Regions from separate parts of the Mus musculus genome. Here regions 2, 3 and 4 are each linked to region 1. A link is a contact called in public HiChIP or PLAC-seq and promoter capture Hi-C data. All regions are on one chromosome and are shown on one strand. The core of a region is the stretch at or near the end of the contact, and the rest is flanking DNA. Distances in the headings are between cores, read along the strand shown. Region 1 holds the start of Rnf24 (ring finger protein 24). Region 2 holds the start of Hspa12b (heat shock protein 12B). Region 3 overlaps Gm30732. Region 4 holds the start of Adra1d (adrenergic receptor, alpha 1d).

What was found. Promoter capture Hi-C pulls out the DNA fragments that hold promoters and counts their contacts. HiChIP or PLAC-seq counts read pairs in DNA pulled down with a chosen protein or histone mark.
Region 2: a promoter capture Hi-C map of erythroid cells shows a contact between it and region 1, with 2.2 times the contacts expected there. The contact joins the promoter of Hspa12b here to the promoter of Rnf24 in region 1. A contact is called at or near these places in 2 of 39 promoter capture datasets (erythroid cells and liver), 1 of 115 datasets of contacts at active chromatin or transcription factors (forebrain) and 2 of 9 other capture datasets (adipose tissue and liver).
Region 3: a contact with region 1 is called in an H3K4me3 HiChIP or PLAC-seq map of bone marrow-derived macrophages, with 2.4 times the contacts expected there. The contact joins the enhancer-like site here to the promoter of Rnf24 in region 1. A contact is called at or near these places in 3 of 39 promoter capture datasets (the SN4741 cell line, cancer-associated fibroblasts and embryonic stem cells), 1 of 15 datasets of contacts at CTCF or cohesin (CD8 T cells), 19 of 484 Hi-C or Micro-C datasets (the AML12 cell line, the G1E-ER4 cell line, LSK cells and 12 more), 10 of 115 datasets of contacts at active chromatin or transcription factors (the 230-238 cell line, bone marrow-derived dendritic cells, bone marrow-derived macrophages and 5 more) and 3 of 9 other capture datasets (adipose tissue, embryonic stem cells and liver).
Region 4: a contact with region 1 is called in a promoter capture Hi-C map of embryonic stem cells. The contact joins the promoter of Adra1d here to the promoter of Rnf24 in region 1. A contact is called at or near these places in 6 of 39 promoter capture datasets (the 3T3-L1 cell line, 3T3-L1-derived adipocytes, embryonic stem cells and 3 more) and 2 of 484 Hi-C or Micro-C datasets (both in embryonic stem cells).

The regions. Positions count from the first base shown.
Region 1 is chr2:131,351,053-131,354,398 of GRCm38.p6, reverse strand. It overlaps Rnf24 (ring finger protein 24), which reads left to right and starts at 1,507. Exons shown (of 6, transcript NM_178607.4): 1 at 1,507-1,663. It overlaps Gm30590 (a long non-coding RNA gene), which reads right to left and starts at 1,567. Exons shown (of 2, transcript XR_374984.2): 1 at 1,221-1,567.
Region 2 is chr2:131,126,013-131,129,026 of GRCm38.p6, reverse strand. Hspa12b (heat shock protein 12B) reads right to left here and starts at 1,615. Exons shown (of 13, transcript NM_028306.3): 1 at 1,513-1,615.
Region 3 is chr2:131,528,676-131,531,722 of GRCm38.p6, reverse strand. It overlaps Gm30732, which reads right to left. Exons shown (of 2, transcript XM_017319385.2): 1 at 2,606-3,047; 2 at 1,379-1,712. The coding sequence ends at 1,442. Among named protein-coding and RNA genes, the nearest start is that of Gm30732, 4.2 kb to the right of the region's middle. Within about 2 kb of position 1,257, at least 27 of the 459 cell types and tissues checked have an H3K27ac peak or open chromatin away from gene starts, as enhancers often do. A contact at or near this core is called in the STO cell line, adipose tissue and bone marrow-derived macrophages, where this site is marked.
Region 4 is chr2:131,561,002-131,564,039 of GRCm38.p6, reverse strand. It overlaps Adra1d (adrenergic receptor, alpha 1d), which reads left to right and starts at 1,543. Exons shown (of 2, transcript NM_013460.5): 1 at 1,543-2,964. The coding sequence starts at 1,872. Gm14285 (a long non-coding RNA gene) reads right to left here and starts at 2,264. Exons shown (of 3, transcript XR_374988.3): 1 at 2,180-2,264; 2 at 1,246-1,351; 3 at 1-1,093.

The sequences.
Region 1 (3,346 bases), core at 258-2,757:
GGCTTCTCTTCCCAGATAGCACTAGCTGTGTGGATATGACATAAAGCTCTAGCCAGTACAACCACTGACATATTTTCCAAAGGAGATTCCTGGTGTGTATAGGTTTACAGTCGGTGGCAGGTGATATGCTTACAAGGGGTGGGTCCTCCCACATCAATCATTAATCAAGCATATGCCCCACAGAGGTGCCTTCAGTCCAGCCTGAAGGAGGTAATTCTTCAACTGGGGTAACCTCTCCCCGGACAACTCTAGTTTGTGCGACACTTCTCTTGAATGCAGTAAAAGAAAGCCTGAGATAGTAATCCAAGCCCTTGAGTATCTTCACTCACGTGGCCTGCAGCTCCGTTGTAGTGTGTCCTGAATATTTCTTTCTTTCTTTTTTTTTTTATTTTGCTTTGCTGCTCCCCCCCCCCCCCTTGCTTTGCTTCAACTAAATTTTCTTGCTACTTTTACACATCGGTGAGAGCTTTTATTTCAATTCCTTGAACAAGAGACCAAGAATATGAAAGCTTTGTACCCTAATGTCGGTACTGATCTGCCTTAGCCTATGTGCCAAGGTGACAGAATTAGGTAGGACTTTTAAGCTGGCAACAACACAGCAGGGATCCTGAGAGCAGAGGTAGAAGGGGGGCGGGGGAAGGAGGGGGAGAGGAGGGAAGAGGAGGGCAGGGGAGAGGTGGGGAGGAGAGAAGGGAAATAGCTCACAGGTGTTGGCCTGATTTGGAGAGAGAGGAAGTTGGGTCGAGGGTCTGTGATTAAACATTCTGAGTCCTTCTTACTTCCCCTTTCCTAGGAAATGTATGGTTTACTAAAGCTGGAGGAATGGGCTGGTGGGCATTTTCCATGATGAATTTAAAGTCACAAACTAGTTATGGTTTATAGAAGGATTGGGGGCGGGGGGGGGGGGGGAAATACCTCCCAGGGAAATGGGAAGTTAAGGGAGGGAGGCCTGAGGTGCGGTACCCACACCCTCTGCTAATCCGTTTTAGCAGTGGTAGCTATGAGAACTCCTGCATGCTTTCGCTGACCTGCTAGAATTTAGGCAAGGGCTCAGTGCTCCCAAATCCTGAGTCAGTTTGTCTGTAGTGTAGAATAGGAGCTGGGGGTCGAGAGTAATGAGTAGATGTAATTAAATAAAGGACACACTGTTTCTTAAATATATTTCCTTCCACTGTCTGTACAGGCGCAGCAGGTGGAAGATCTAACTAGGGGTACCTCACCTTTGAGGACTCTTGGGCCGGATGCTACGAGAAGCGAAGCTTTACTTTTTTAACTCTTACGAACGTCCACATACACGGAAAACACTACACAGCGGAGAAGATATGAACCTTATAGCTGGGCATCACGAATCAATCCTCTAGAGCAGCCAGTAGCCCAGCGGAAGGGACGCCGCGCCTGCGCACTTGCCGACAATGAAGCCGCGCGCCCTCAGTGAGGAGGCGGGACTTGCCCGGGCATCCGGGTCCCACACCCCGCCCCCGCGGCATGAATGAGAGGCGCGGCGCCGCCCCTCCCCCGCCGGGCCCGCCCCTCGCCGGGGCCGCAGCTAAGCAGTCGCTACCGCCAGCTCAGCGGCTCGGACTCACGGACGCGGCTCTAGCAGTTCACCGCAAGAAGCTGACTCCGGGCGCCGCCGCCCGCACGCCCGCTGCCCGTCGCCCGGGTGAGTGAGGGGAGGGCTGGGCCTGAGCGCCGCGCGGCTGAGGCTGAAGCGCAGGCTCCGCAGGTCCGGCTCTGGGATGCTGAGGGCAGCGCGCCGGCCTCGCACCCCCTCCGAGACCGGGGTCCGTGGGTTAGTCCCCACATACAGGCACAAAGGGCGGCGCGGGCTGTCACCCGGAGGTCACCTCGGGCTGGGCCCGGGCGGGGGAGGCGGGATGGGCGGAGGATGGAGGAGCCGCTGCCTCTGCGTCGGTGGTGGGGACCGACGCTGGTCTCGGGGGGTGCGGTGTGGCAGTGGTTTTCTGGTCCCGAGCCACTCCTTCTTTTGTGGTGCTTGTCTCGTGCCTGGTTGTCACACCGTGCAAGGCACACTGAGACCTCTCTGGTTGGCTTATTTATTAATGAAAGTCATATGGCGGCCTCATCATTTGTGGGTGGGGGGCGTGCGTGCACCCACAGGCCAGAGAATTAGTGACCCTGCTTTGTTTCCGGAGACCTTAGTGGTGTGTGTCCTGTGAAATGAGACCGTCTGAGATCGTCGTAAAGGGCAGAAGGAAAAGAGGTGTAAAGATAACTTCATCTTTACCCCTTCGTCTCTGGTGTTATTTCAGATAACAGGTCTTTTGGTGTTTCGTTGTTTCTCATTGTAAAACCAGTGGGTCTGTTCATTGAAAGTGTGAGTCTGCATTCTTATGTCTCTGTATATTTAGAACACTTTCTTTTACGATTAATGGTGATCTATTTACGTAGCGGCGGTACGCCGGCATCCTGAACATTGTTTTCTGGGCTTAGTTCATGATAATAGGTCTTTGTGCTTGTGTACCTATCTATAGGAATACTCCCAATATATCTAGGGCACTGCTTTCCCCACTCTTCCATACAGACAGATTATGTTTCTTGCCTTTCTGCTCTAATAAGAGGTGGTCTAGCAGGTTCTTTCCACCTTCTTGTCAGTCCGGTCGTCGCCCTCCCCGCCCCCGCCCCGCACCCCTTAATGCTTTGGCAAAGGATATTACCTAAATATTACCGTGGTATGCACCCTAGCTTTGATCTGAATTTTTGTGTGTTTGGTTGTGCAGCCTAGCTGAACAGATCATCTTACATGACTTATCAGAAAGCACCCCTTTTTTCCTCCATTGTTTGTCTTCATTCCCCCTCGCCCCTGCTCCTGGTTCCCCCCTTCTCCGTCCCCAAAGAGGCTAGGAAGCGCTGCTGGGTTCCATAGGCTTTAACTTGATAGGGTGTGTTCACTTAGACAGTTAAAAAGAGGTATTTAAGATAGGCAGGTGTGGCCGAAAATGCCTTCTCTGGACTTGGGAGGAAGAGGCAGTAGGATCTCTGTGGTTTCAAGGCCAGTCTGATTTACATAGTAATTTCCAGGCCATAACACAGAATGAGACCTTGTCTCAATAAACAACAAACTTTTCCTTGTTATCTTGTTTTAAGCAAGATTATTTGAATTTTAGAAGATAGTTATTACTCTAGTTGGATAATGATATTTTTGTTTCTTTTTTACCCTTCTAATTTTGTAGAGTGAAAAAGCACATTTTTGAAATATTTTTGTTATGATCTTTTGATTCAAAATAGTGGAGGTAAAAAAAATGCAGTTTATATATGAATAATTGAGTGGGTTCAGTTTTCTTTAAGATTCTCTTCAAGATTACTTATTTTTGAGTCACATATA
Region 2 (3,014 bases), core at 366-2,865, 230 kb after region 1:
GCTGACTGAGGGCTTGGGACAACTTAGCTCCCAACAGCTAGGCCAGTGTACAGAGTTGGAAGCAGATGGAGGCAGACCCCCATCCCGGGGACTTTCTAATTTCACAGTGCCAACATCTGAGTTTGAGAGTCACTGAGTAGAATAAGTTGGTTTACAGAAAGTCACCCCATTTCCCAGTGAAAAAAACTGCATGCCAAATCCAGACCCAGACCCATTTAGCCCTGCCTATGGGCAGCTCTTAACTCTTGGCCTCATGACTCTGACTCTTCAGATTCACCCTGACCTACATCCCTGAGTGCTGTCTGACAGACAAGGTCTGTCAGTCATTGAAGACCAGGACTGGGTGTGGCCAAGTGGGAACTCAGAGACTTCTCCAGATCTCACAGTAGCCTAGAATTCTTTTGCCCTATGGACACAGTTCTCCAAGGGTCTCTTGTTGCGTGGGGTGATTAGGATGCGTTCCTGTGATCTCCAGAAATCTGCAGGTGTGTCTTGCTGGGCTTCCTGTTTCTACATGATGCTCATGAGAACAAAGAACCCACTCAGATCTTAACATTCTTCTCGGGGACCCTGCCTCTCAGCCTAGCACCCTGCCAGCCCTTTATTGCAACAGGACTGTCAGCAGGCTACGGTCAACTGGGGCCACAGGATCAGATCAGAACTGGCACCCAAAAGGCTGCCCCACCCTATGAGGAGATGACTTCAAGGAGAGGGGACCAGGAAAAGGCTGTGGAGTGAGGCGGCCACTCCCTCCTGTGATGGCTATGGGTGATGGGAATGGCCATGGGTGGTCCCTCTCTGCCTCAGCTTTGCTCCTTATGCCTGCACCACCCCTCTGGGTAACCTAATCATCCATCATCAGGGCAATAACTAGTTCACAATCTCTGTTCCACCAACACCTAATGCCCATTCATCCATGACCGCTCTCTCCAACGAAATTTTTCACTCTCCATGGCTCCAGAAGTCTGCATAAGTGTTCCTTTCTTCTCTTTCCTCCATCGACAGACTTACTCCACAGATAACTCCTCTAACCTTATAGAAGCTCAGACCCCACCCAACTTGGATTCCCACCTTTTGAGAGAAACCTGAGGTCTCTGGAATATTGACATCCTGATCACCCTGACGCTCTCCCACATCCCTGGGTCTCAGTGACTGGCGTCTCCTGAGGCAATTCTTGACACAAATACATCCAACCCCTTGTCTCACTTCTGGCCTAGGCAGCAGGTCCCCACAACTGGTTAAGTGAGCAGGCCCTAGTCCACAACGACTCTCCTGCCAGGCTCCACCCCACCTCCCCTGCAGCGGTTTCTCCAGACTAAAACTCCAGTGGGGTTCCATAGCCCCAGGTAGGAGCCAGAGCTCAGTTGCCTCCCCCTGTCCAGGCCAGCGGGCCCGCCTCCTCGCCTCCTCGAGGAGCTTGCAGATCTGCCCCCACCCAGCCAGTGGGCTCACAGTTCCCCAGGGCAGCCTCTGCAACTCTCTGGGAAGCCCAGAGGTCCTTCCCCAGCTCACCTCCGCCCCTCGGACAGCTCCTCCGGGTCTTGTCGCCTGGGTGCTAGCTCAGAGTCCCGCAGCGGAGCTTACAGTGGACCTCAACGTGCACCAGGCCCGTCTCTGCACCCTCCCCCAGGCCGGATGGCCGCACTCGCCGCCCAGATGTGCGAGCCGGGGCGGGGCCTGCCTGCGCGGGGCTCAGCCGAGGGGGCCCAGCCCGAGCCCCTCCCAGTTCCCTCACAACACAGCAGCACTGCGGGCCAGCGGGCCAGCGGTGCCTCCCCTGCTCAGAGGGCAGCAGCACAGGGGGGTGGGATGGGAGAAGGCAGAGGGGGAGGAGCAGGGTGTGCGGAGAATTCCAGACCCTCAAAGACCTTTTGCTGCTCGCATTTCCCCAGCTGCCCTCCCTGGTGCTGGGCCTTGGCATCTGCTGCCCAGAGTCTAGTCCCCTACGAAGGGTGACCCTGTCCTAGGTCTTTGCAGTCTCCTCAACACTTTTTCGTCCCCGATTGTCTGAACTTAGGGTGAAGGCAGAAGCTAGGTTTCCAGGCTGGGACCTCAGGCCTGACTGGAGACCTCCCAATTTGCCTCAACAGTGAGAAGTCCTCAACCTTTCGAATGAGGCTTACGGCCTTCTTGTATCAACCCAGGACCTCCTGGTGATGCCAGGTTCTGGCTTAAGTCAGGAGACTTGTAGGGGAAGCCCTGATGGTCAGGTGCTTGCCTGAGCTCTGTCCGGAGCTGACTTACCCTGCCCTGTACTCCCAGGATCTGTCAAGTCCTCTGGTCCCTGTGCCCCACAAAGGCCCCAGATGCTTGCAGACCTTACCTCCTTGTGACCTGCTCCCCTAGACCCAGCAGCGGACAAGGAGGGGAGCTGCTTTTGTTCTCTGCCATGTCACCCTTTGCCAGACCTCGGTTTCCCTCCTGGTCTGCCTAGGTTCTCTCATTGTGCCCAGAGAAAATGTGTCCCTTCCCTAGGGCTTGCTGCCCATACTGTCATATCTGCTGTCCCAGAGGGCTTTCTGACCGAGGTCAGGGCTGGAGGGGTGTGTCTGTCCCAGCAAGGTGTCCAGCCAGCAGGTTTCCCTGCCTGACTGAGGACAGAGGCACCCGTGCAGTATGTGTGTGACACTGTATCTCGTGTCTGTGTGTATTTGGCTGTTAGGGTATGTGTGACAAGACTTTTTTTTAATTAATCGATAAATTAATTTACTCACTTTATATCCCAGTTGCAGCCCTCACAGCCCCTCCCCCAACCCCTTCTCAGAGAAGGGGGAGGCCCCCTGGGTGTGCCTAGTTGTTCGCTGACAAGACATTTTGCAGAGGCCTCTAGGGGCTTGACCTCCTTCAGGGTCCGACTCTCCCACACACCTGCTTCTTGTTTTTTGTTTCAAGCATCCAATTCCCCCTGGGCCACAGCTGCAGATCCCCAGCTCAGGTGGTGGCCTGATGGCACTCCCTCATGTGGCTCCATCTCTGCCCTGGGTCCTGCTTCACTCCTCCTCAGTCACTGTCCC
Region 3 (3,047 bases), core at 8-2,507, 180 kb before region 1:
TCTCCCTTTTGCATCTTCCCTCTCTCTCTCTTTCCCTCTTTCCCTCCCTCTCCACCTCCCTCCCTCCCTGTCACTCTTCTTCCTTCTCTCTCTCTCTCCAAACACATCCTGTCATATGTCTCACCAGAGGCCCAAAGCAGTGCATCTGCAGGGCCCTTAACTGAAACACCCTGGACTGGAAGTCAGAGTGAACCTTTCCACTTTATGAGCCAATTTTCTCAGGTATTCTGCCACAGTAGCGGAAAGCTGCCAAACGCATTAACCTTACAAAAGTGTTCCTGGCAGTCAGCAGGCTGTTAAGGGCAACGGCTCACAGTCTCGGCGATTCCTCCAGGTCACTGTTTTAGGTAACTAGTAAAGTCGAGTTTGGCAAATCAATGTCTAATAATTAGTCTTTTCTACATGACTCTACTTCAAAACCACTACAAACCGCACATACAATACACAGATCATGCATGTTGTTCTTTAAAGTTTTGAACTTCAAGAAACAAAAGTGTTTTTTGTGCCTCTCTCAGTCATTAATCTTACCAGTTATTAGATATTGATTTATCTGATGGCTTTCTTAGAGCACTGCATGTACTGTGTGTCTGCCAAGCATGGCTTCACCTGTTACCTGGAACAGAGTGACCTGGAGGAAAAGCTGAGATGATGAGCCGTTGCCCCAAACCCTTCTGTAAAAGCTTGCTTGCTTGCCAGTCTGACTTGTATTTTAGAATATAAAATGAGAACGCAAACTGAGCCTGGCATCAAAACCTTTCAGGATTTGTCCTGGCTTTGGTCCATCAGTGGCGGCTCATCTCTTCCACTCACTGGTGTCAGAGTGCTTATTCCAGAAAGATTCCCCCGCCCCGGATGCTCAGATGTCCGAACTGGGGCCCCAGGTGGTGGTGCTGTTTGGGGAGGTCAGGATGCTGCACCCTGCTGGAGGATGTACGTCACTTCAGGCAGCTCTGAGCGGTTCCAGTTCCCTCTCCACTTCTGCTTGTGGTTGAAGATGTGCACATCAGCTCCCTTCTCCAGCAGCTTGCCTGCTGCTGCCACACCTCCTCGATGAGGTGGTGATGAGCTCGTCCCCATGGGTCTATAAGCCAAAATAAACCCTCCTGTAAGTTGCTGTTGGTCATGGTGTTTTATCCCAGCAACAGAAAATAACTAACACACAAACAACTACATTCCAGTAAATACGTTTAGTTTTTATATAAGTTATGTATGAAAGGCTCGTGTTATCCCCATGGTGTAGCCAGATCTAACCGGCCACAATAAGTAAACGCAATGCTGTTCCTCACAGCTGTGTCACTTCCATCAACCCAGAGCCACACCGTGTGGGGGGCTCTGACACCAGATTGAAGAGTAAATTGAAATCACACTTCTGATATTATTCATTGTTCAGTGTTTATTAAACGGGGTCCAGTGACCGCTTGCTTGGTTCATTCTCAGGAATTCAGAAAAGCTCAGAGAATACAAATCCTCTCAATGCAGCAAGTGCTGTGTTCCCATATGGCCAGAAGGTGGTGCTAGAGGTCATGGTCATGGTTCGTGGCTTGTCCTTTCTTCCAGAGAACTTCTGCCTCTCCAGGCCTGCCTTGTGAGAAGGAGAACCCATTTGACCCTTGTGTATCTTTGCAGTTGGAAAAATCTCCACCACTAACTGCTGGTGTGAGCACGGTGGAACTGAGACAGTACCAGCGCAGACAGCAGCATGTGACACTTCCCTGTGAAGAGGAGCAAAGAGCAATGACAGAAGCAAACAGGCAGCTGGAAAGTCGGGATAAAGGTCCCTGCCTTAGAGGGTGGGGATTACAGGTCACCAAAGCAGAGTAGGGGTCAACCTTGTGTCCCGAGGGAATTCCCACAGGAGGCTAGAGAGCTGTCTGTATGGGTGAGAAGTGACTTACTTAGATTTTATGTGTCTATGAGGCAGAAGACAGCAAAGAAAAATAGAGTTGTGGGCAGGAGAGGAGTGTCAGGAACCTAAAGGGAGACCCAAGAGGGCTGCCACCAACACTAAGGGCGCGTCTCCAGGCTCACACCCTTGCATGGTGTCTTCCTTCCCTTACCATTCTGTAAACCTTTTCCATTAACCTGTCTCTACACTGGGTACTATTTTGGATGCACCGGATACGTAGCAGTGAACAGGGAACTTCCATAGTCATGAGATGGAAGGACAGGCATCTGCATAAACACCAAGTAGCAAAGGGGAGGAAAGAAAGGCCGTGAAGAAAGGGGGCACAGAATGGGGTAGACGGGGTAACTGTGGAAAAGGACAGTATGCCCAGAAAAGTATCTGATTAGAACCCTGACAAAAAAGAGCAGCCAGGTCCTAGGGGAAGACAGAGAGGAAGCAGGGGGACCTTAGAACTTCTCACAGGATGACTGAGAGCAACGCCTTGCTTCTCCAGTGTGAGGGCTGTCCCTGGAAACCAAGGAGGCTGCATTGGCCCTGTGGAGGAGGTTATAGAGGAACACCACCTGGGAGGCTGCCTCCGCCACTCAAGGCAGAGATGCAGGTACAGTGGGGTATCTCAAAGGATGCGATTCAGAATGCGTAAGAGGAGTCGATGAGACTCGCCTATGGGAAAGCAGATGATAGGGAGTGGATAGTGACCTGAGTGTTCTGAAGCCAAAGAATGGTGGTGCCACATGCTCAGACGAAGAAGATGAAGTTGGACTGGACTGTGAGCGGTGGGAGGGAAAGCCCTGCTTTGTCTGTGGAAAGATGGCGTAGGCGGCACTGTATGGTCTGTGTGGTGTGCTCCTCTGCTTTATCCTGGTCAGTGGGCACAGCCCTTCTCCTCCAGACGAGCCTGCTGGTATGGCTTGGCTCATGACAGAATTATGCTGACTAGTTTTAGGAGAACAAGAAACAATAGAGAGACCAAGTGAAATGATACGCAAAGCCAAGATCCCAATGCCAGGGACACGGCCTTGGGCTGGGGTATACAGATGGCTGTGTAATCCCACATGGCCCCACATTTTGGGGTAGGAGTAATGGTAGACATAAGACAAAAAGAAGTAGAGGGTGAAGTGGAGTGAACCCCAAATCCAAC
Region 4 (3,038 bases), core at 294-2,793, 210 kb before region 1:
TAAGAATTGCTGAAGACCCTACAGTAAGACAATTCCAGTATTCACTCCCCAGGTACAAGCTCCTATCAGAATATCTGCCTTAGGAAGGCAGTGTGTGTATAAGTCATACTTTGCCTGCCAAGGGCTCAGCTCTTGTGGATCGAGTTCAGTGAATGGTCTGCAGGATGGGAGAAGAAGAAAGCTCATGTCACAACACAACTGAGGCTTTCATTGCTTCTACCATCCCACCATCTGCAACAAGGAATAAACCAGGCACCAAGGACATGCACATGACATTTTCAGAGCATCCTCCCGCATCTCTATGGCCTCGCTTCCATAAGCCAAGTCAAGGAAAGGAAGAAATGATGAAGAATGAAAGGTAGTGTTTTGAAGATGTATTTGTGCCTGCACTTGTGTGTGTGTGTGCTCGCGCACATCATGTGTGTGCCTACATGAGTTTATGTGCACCATGTAAGTACAGTTGCCTGAGGAGGCCAGTTTATGTGCACCATGTAAGTACAGTTGCCTGGGGTGGTCCAGTGGCATTGTGTCTCTCCCTATTGGTCCTCCTCCCTCCCTTCTCTTTCCCTTGCGTCCCTGCTTCCTAGCACAGCCCCGTCCCCTCTCCCCTCTGTTCTTCGTGTTCAGGCTTTACCCCACTATTCTCCACTCTTCTGAGAAGTATGGGCACTACTTTGGTGGCGCTGCTAACACAGTGAATCTTACTCTCGTTTTCACATGTGGGGAACCGAGGCACAAGACGCCGGAGCCTGAATGGTGGAGGCAAGCTACTCTGCTCCCTCCCTGTTAAGCACCCTGCAGTAACCTTTCCCACCCTCCAGAACGTGACCTTTTCTGCCCAGAGGGAGTCCCGAGTACTTCGAGTAGCAACAGGAAGATTTATTCTGACTTCTGATGCAGAGTAGAGTTGCAGGGCCAAAGTTGGTATTATTCAGAGTACGGGCAAAGTCCTAGGGCTGTGACCACACCATCTGGTCTCACGCCAGTCACGCCCATCTTCAACCCGCGCCCAAGCATCTTGACCCCTTCAGGGCTGTCTCAATGCCACCATCGCACCATAGTGGGTTTTGAGATCTTGGGCTGGCCAGTTGCCCTAGAAAAAAGAGGAGGGGCATCAAACCGCATCCAGACGTTCTCAAGTGGCAGCGTTTTTTTTAAATCATCCAGCCCTGAACCCACAGATCCTGGGCTCTTGCTGCTCTCTGGCGGCAGAAGCCGGGAGCCCGGAGTCCCGGGGAATCGCACCTTGTATGCTCCGCTAGGGCAAGGGCAAGCAGAGAGTGACCGCAAGTCCAGAGAGAGGAAGGGAGGCAGCGAGGAGCGCTGGGGCAAAAGCCGGGGTGCAGGAGAGCTGAGGAAAGGAGGATAAGGGGACAGCTAGGGCAGAGGACGGTCGTGAGCACCGGCGAGGACCCCCGCAGCCGCTGGACGCGCGGAGCCCCTTCGCTGGCTCGCGCCGGCCGCCCCCTCCTCCCTCCCCGCCGCCCCTCCTCCGTCCCGCCCCCGCGCAGAGTCCCCTGCGCTGCAGAGGCCGCCGCCTGCACTGACGCTCCCGGAGGAGCCACCGCTCGCCAGGACACGCTTGGAGAGGGGAGCAGGGAGCAGGGAGCCGGCCCCGGCCCTTGTTTTCTTGTGACTCTGCAGCCACCGCCAGAGCCCGTTCCCGTTGGGACCTTCACGGCCTGGTGACCTCCGCCCCGCTCTCCCTGCAGCACCGCTCCCCTGCGGCCCCTCTGCCGCGGGAACTTGGGCAGGACCGACGGGACCGGCGCGCGGGGCTGGCTCGGGCGCTGCGGCGATGCCCGCGGGCTCCCTCCCCGCCACTTGCTCGCCCTGTGCCTGGGCTCGGGCCCCGACGGCTGCGCCGTGAGATGACTTTCCGCGACATCCTGAGCGTCACTTTCGAAGGACCCCGGGCGAGCAGTAGCACTGGGGGCTCCGGCGCGGGCGGCGGAGCTGGCACGGTTGGCCCCGAGGGTCCGGCGGTGGGCGGCGTGCCGGGTGCCACAGGCGGTAGCGCTGTGGTGGGAACCGGCAGCGGCGAGGACAACCAGAGCTCCACGGCAGAAGCGGGGGCCGCGGCAAGCGGCGAGGTGAATGGCTCGGCGGCCGTCGGGGGGCTAGTGGTGAGTGCTCAGGGCGTGGGAGTGGGTGTCTTCCTAGCCGCCTTCATCCTCACCGCTGTGGCGGGCAACCTTCTCGTCATCCTCTCCGTGGCCTGCAACCGCCACTTGCAGACGGTCACCAACTATTTCATCGTGAACCTAGCAGTGGCTGACCTGCTACTGAGTGCAGCTGTGTTGCCCTTCTCAGCCACTATGGAGGTTCTAGGCTTCTGGGCCTTCGGCCGGACCTTCTGCGACGTATGGGCCGCGGTGGACGTGCTATGCTGCACTGCCTCCATCCTTAGCCTCTGCACCATCTCTGTGGACCGGTACGTGGGTGTGCGCCACTCGCTCAAGTATCCAGCCATTATGACAGAACGCAAGGCCGCTGCCATTCTGGCTCTGCTCTGGGCGGTGGCCTTGGTGGTATCTGTGGGACCGCTACTAGGTTGGAAGGAACCAGTGCCCCCGGATGAGCGTTTCTGCGGCATCACCGAGGAGGTGGGCTATGCGATCTTCTCTTCCGTATGCTCCTTCTACCTCCCCATGGCAGTGATCGTGGTCATGTACTGCCGCGTGTATGTGGTCGCGCGCAGCACCACGCGCAGCCTCGAGGCGGGCATCAAGAGGGAGCCGGGCAAGGCCTCTGAGGTGGTTCTGAGGATCCACTGTCGCGGCGCAGCCACTAGCGCCAAAGGAAATCCAGGGACACAGAGTAGCAAGGGGCACACCTTGCGCAGCTCGCTCTCCGTAAGGCTGCTCAAGTTTTCCCGCGAGAAAAAGGCTGCCAAGACCCTAGCCATCGTCGTGGGTGTCTTCGTCCTGTGCTGGTTCCCCTTTTTCTTCGTCCTGCCTCTGGGTGAGTGATTCCCTCACTTTAGACCCTTCCCCTCTGGGCGGTCCTTACCTGGAAAGCTTAGATGACCCACAACC